Regions from separate parts of the Hordeum vulgare genome. Here region 1 is linked to region 2. The links are chromatin contacts, called in public Hi-C maps. All regions are on one chromosome and are shown on one strand. The core of a region is the stretch at or near the end of the contact, and the rest is flanking DNA. Distances in the headings are between cores, read along the strand shown.

Region 1 (2,796 bases), core at 237-2,736, 480 kb before region 2:
GCAAAACCACATGAATTGAAGCCCCCTGCTCCCCTTCAACTTTTCCCCCGGTAAAAAGGGGAAGGGACAATCTTGTCCTGAATTGGAGTTGCAGATTTTTTCCACCAGGACCTTCAATTCGCTTTGGAGAAGACCTGCATTATATTCCAATCAGTAGCAGATAATTAGTATCAACGTGGCTCCCAAAGAAGAACATTTCACCTTTTAGACCTCAAAGTTTACATACTTTGCAAGGATATAGCATCATGCGTGAAGCCAAATTACATTGCACACCACAAACATCAAGTTACTGGCAATACCATCATGTGTTACTTGCCTATAAACATAACACCCAGAAGATAGCGCTTTAGAGATGGTTCTTGCCATTAACTAGGGAGATTCTTGTCAGTTGGACAGTTGGGGTATTTTGTAGATGAACAAGTTCAATGAGATAATTTTAACATGGCCATAGTGGTAATCTTATGTATTTGCTTAACTTATGTGCATGAGGTTAAAATATTATACTAACAACAGAATAGAGTGGATGACAAGCCTGGAGTTAAAGCTACAGAACAAGCCTGGCATTTGATTTTGTCCTAATATGTGATGGATGATGTGTACCGTTTTTCTTAAATTGTTTTCAGTGGTAAGCATAGGCGTCCTTGAGTGTACGTCCTTGATGCTTATAACGTGGTCACGAGTGTGCTCCTGAAACTACTTATAACGGATCTTCTCCTTTCTCTCAACAGTTAACCAACAAGTTACCAATAATTCACTCATTTCCCAGCAGGTCACACCAGTTCCAGCTCAAACTGTTTCTAATACTAAGCAACTTCAAAACGCCCATGGTCATCAAAACCATAACTGAAGTTCCAAAGCTACGGTTAGACGCAGCAACTAGGAGACTAATCATCACCCCGCTAATAACAACCTGACGACCCTTTGTCAATGAAAAAAAAAACACATCTTCAGATTTTCAGCTAGACGGCACCAAATCACGAGCAATAAATCTGAAGATGAATTCCCAAATCCCAGTTATAAATACGTAAGCCGGCGCTAAATCACGAAAGCCTTTGCCACCATACGAACCCAAGCAGCTACACTGGCTAGAACTCGCGCGGCTGAATCGGCACGGACACACAAAAATCACATCACGCACGCACTTAAAAGGGGTACCAAAACTCGACGAATTCCTGACCTGGCAAGAGCCGGGGGGCGCGACCGCTTAGCCTCGGGGCGGCCGTCGCCGGCGGCGGCGGCGGCCTCCAGCCCGCGCTTCTCGTTCATCGCCGGGGGCGAACCCTAGCCGGCGCCCGCACCGAATAGAGCGAGGCCTGCCTCCAGATTTCGCGCGAGCGCCGCCGCCGCCTTGACCGGTTCCGCGCACCGGAGGAGATTGATCGGCCGCGGTCGCCTGGCCGGGCGCTGGATGACCCGTTTCCATAAGGCCACCAAACTATCCGTAAGGACAGTGACAAGCCATGCTAATAGTCTCAAGCTCGTTCGGTCATTGTGCTTTCACTCGATCACGTGAAATTACTCGGTCTACTTTGCAACAATCGGACCCTTTCCGCGCTCGGTCCACAGCAAGTCAGGGAGGACGAAGGGGCTGCAACGGTCAAGGATTTAAACACACGTATGAAGGTCCATGAAAGCCCGCGTTACCGGTAACATCAGGGATTAAGGCTTTTGTTACCTGTAACTTTCTCTTTATTATCATTTATTGCCTTGTAACGGTGCTCGGACGGTCATGACAACACTATATAAGCCACTTTCGGATACCGGCTCAAGGTTCATCACTTGTAATCTTTTACACCCTATAAGCAAACATCAGCCTTTCGGTTCGAGACGTAGAGCTATTACCACCTCCGAGTGGGGTTGAACTCGTAAATCCGAGTTCATCCACTGCGTCTAGCTAGACTTCGCCCCTTAGTTTGTACTCCTGATACTATTGTCAGGATCATTCCCACGAAAGTTGACGCCCATCGTGGGGCTGCGCTTCTAGCAAATTCAGCGCAGTTGGAGATTTTCCACATTTTCGCCATCATGATGACACTCGACGGAGAGATCCTCTTCGGTTTCCTTAGCTTCATCGTCGACGATTTAGCGTGGCTGCAGGATGTATCACTGGACACCGACGCCCTCCCCGCGCGAGGTTCGTCGCACTTCAGCGCGGTAGCGCACGTAGTCCTGATTCGGCAGCCATCGGCGCCACATCACTCGGCATCACCACGACCCGCTGCCGTCGGTCACAAGCGCTCTGGGCACTCGCAGATGCAGCGATGGATCAAGCATGCTATGGCCAACCAGGCCATCTCCGGACAGGTTGCCATGCTCAGTTCTGATGAGCCCACCGTCAGCCTCTTCCCTTCGTCGAGCGAGGAGTCACTCGGCGACTCCGACTGCGACAGCAGCAGGGGTGCAGCTGAGATTCTAATGACCGACACCAACAGGGGAAACAACCATGACCACGCTTCTGATAACTCTCTCGAGCGTGACGGCAGGGAGCGTTGCCACGACGACAGCCACCACCATATTTCGCAGCTGCTCATCGAGTCCTTCGCACCCCCATCACCGAAAATAGCCTGGAGGAGATCGCGCTGGAGAACGCACGATTGGCCAACTTGGCCGAGCGCGAGCGCCTCGAGCGGCTCCAGCGTTCACTCGACGCTCGAGCCGCTAGAGACCAACCGAACTCTGTCGTAGCCAGTTGTTTCCAAACGACCGCCCGCAACACATTGAAGTGATGCGGACGTGTAACGTTCAAGATGCGGTCCTATCCTTATTTTGGCGCGAGGGCCTCGACAGGGATAGAAA
Region 2 (2,749 bases), core at 86-2,585:
CAATTTTCGTGAGCGTGGGCACCTCTCTTTCATTATTTTAAGTGAATGCACGTCCATGCAGAAAGAGCTCCTTAAAACCGTTGGAATCAATGAATCATCTAAACTTGCTCATCCTCCTCCTGTGCAGGTTGATATTATTCTTGTCAGTCGCTTGCAAAATGAGATTAAAATCTTCAATCTGAAGCCACGGACCAGGACAAAGAAGGCGTCGTGCCGAAAGCTCCTCCAAAAAATTAACTTTTTCCTGGTCTTCTTGCGGTCCGTAAACCACATATAGCCACCAAGTCAAGCCCTCCGTTGGCTCCACATAGGTTGTGATGAAGTTTGTATCACACATGTGATTAGATATGTGTGCCACCGAGGAATCTCACACCAAAATGATACCACCCCTGGTTCCAACAACCGATAAGTACGAGAAGCCATCATACGATGGCCCAAAGCATTACATAATCATAAAATGATCAACTACATCAAGTTTGGCCTCCTAGATACAACAAATCCCCGGTCTACCGGAATCTACAAATTCTTTCAAACGTTTTTCATCTTACCGGACTGTTCAAACCACAAACATTCTAATTCATTAAATCTAACTTAACTCGCGACATAAAAAATGTCAACAACTCCAGGGGATCAAATGGATTTAGCATTTGTTTGGGGATCACATGGATTTGCAACATTTTCTGCTTTTTTGTGTGAGCCAAACTATTATGGGAAACGTTTTTGGCCGGGGCGCCGGTCAGCCGCACGCGACCGCGCGCGTCCGCTGACTAGGCATGCAACATTTTTTGTTTAAATTGTTGCAACCAACGTCATATTTGCTGCAAGCATTATTTTTTTGCTATAGTTGTGCAGTAAAAAAGCTGCATATACGTTTGGTTGCAACTTCAGTTCGTCGGATTTTTTCGTTACAATCGATGTTTTTTCTTTTGTTACAACCGTGTTAATTTTTGCTACAACCGACATTATTGTTTGCTGCAACCGTTCACTAAAAAAGCTGCATACACGTCACGCAAATATTTGTTACAACCGGGGTTTGACTTTTGCTACCATGCACCATCAACTTTGTTTTTTTTCTACGATCACGTAGATATTTTTTTTATATAAATTTTATTTTTTGTTGCAAATGTTGAAAAAATTGCTGCATCACGTCGAAATTTTGCTGCATCGGGGAAAAAAATGTTGCATAGGGATCCAACGATACGGACGAGCGGGGTTGGTAGATCGGTGCAGACGCGCGGGTTGATGGATTGTGCGGGCCCGAGCGCGGCCGGCCGAAAGCCCGCGCACAGCACTCCCCAACTATTATTCACTTCTCAGCCTCTCGGGGTGCAAAATTTGCTCTGACAACTGGGCCAGCGCAAACGGATCAGATCAAACGCACGCGACGCAGGCCACGCCCACGTGGACGCTCCCCGCCTCCGCTCGTCGCCGCCGGCAGCATGTCCCACGGCGGTGTCTTCCTCGGCGTCGACGTCGGCACTGGGAGCGCTCGCGCAGGCTCGTCACCCTCTGAATCCTTTCATCCAACGGCCCTCCCTTTTTCTTGACTATTTTTTACTAGGTAGACTTCGGCTGTTTCTTGATTCGCGAGTAGGCTAGCACTAGCACTGCTGCTTCTGTGGCGAAGCAACTCTTATATTCTGGAGGAAATTTCACATCCGAGGATTTCTTTTTAATTACTCAAGAGTATTACTAGTTGTCCACTCAGAGTGACGAACTAAATGTTGTTTTCATGGGAGGAGCTGTGCTGTTCCTGTAGTTCTCCCTCAATCGTTCTCTCGGATGTGATGAAGGGTAATTTAAGTTAGGTGTGAACAGAGCATTCTTGACACTGGGCATACCCGGCCTTGAGAAAGCCAGAAAGGAGTTCATTCTTGGCAGGCGTAGCAGGTAATTAGGTTGGTGTTATTGATTCTTTGTTGGCTGTTGATGCAGGTGTCTTCGATGAGAAGGGTAAGCTGCTGGGTTCAGCGAGCAGCCCGATACAGATATGGAAAGAGAAAGATTGCATCGAGGTTAGTAACCTCTGATCCGTTTAGTGTATTGCATGATTTTCAAATGAATCAAGTAACACCTTGCTAATTCTGGGCGGTGCACACCAGCAATCATCGACAGATATCTGGCTTGCGGTGTGCACTGCTGTAAAATCTGCGTGCTCGCTTGCAAATGTCGCAGCTGAGGATGTCGCTGGCCTTGGATTCGCCGCTACTTGCTCCCTTGGTTTGCCCTGTTCTCCATATGAGCTGTTTGAGTTGACTTCCGAATGGGAAGTGTTGTGTCTTCAGGTGACTCGGAATTCACCGACTTGATAATAACATAGTGTGTTGCTTGCAGTTGCTGTTGATGCTGATGGTTCCCCTGTTTCGGTTTCTTGGAGTGCTGATGCAAGAAGGAACATCATCGTGTGGATGGACCATAGGGCTGTTGACCAGGCTGATCGAATTAATGCTCGCAATTCACCGGTATTGCAGTACTGTGGTGGGGGCGTATCTCCAGAAATGCAAGCTCCAAAGGTATCTGCTTCTCTTTTCATGCAATATGGTTTGCATCATGATTGTGCTAACTCTTGACTTCCTGATTCATGATTTTTAAAAGAATATGAGCATGCTGTTGGAAATGTCAATCATTGTGTTTATTGCCTGATAATGGTAATCACACTATGTTTCTGGAAATTTCATTTCCCAGTCTTGGCAAATCAGAATTTTATCATTTTGAAACCTGAAAATCGCAATGTTTACTCTCTGCAACT

Evidence for each region. Hi-C and Micro-C count contacts between places; a contact is called where the count stands out from the background.
Region 1: a Hi-C map of leaf shows a contact between it and region 2, with 6 times the contacts expected there. The contact joins the promoter of LOC123401611 here to the promoter of LOC123401819 in region 2. A contact is called at or near these places in 3 of 6 Hi-C or Micro-C datasets (leaf and seedling).

Annotation. Positions count from the first base shown.
Region 1 is chr6H:122,552,865-122,555,660 of MorexV3_pseudomolecules_assembly, reverse strand. LOC123401611 (calmodulin-binding protein 60 B-like) reads right to left here and starts at 1,486. Exons shown (of 7, transcript XM_045095445.1): 1 at 1,178-1,486; 2 at 1-134. The coding sequence starts at 1,266.
Region 2 is chr6H:122,077,323-122,080,071 of MorexV3_pseudomolecules_assembly, reverse strand. It overlaps LOC123401819 (FGGY carbohydrate kinase domain-containing protein), which reads left to right and starts at 1,335. Exons shown (of 15, transcript XM_045095668.1): 1 at 1,335-1,497; 2 at 1,936-2,015; 3 at 2,103-2,220; 4 at 2,335-2,513. The coding sequence starts at 1,440.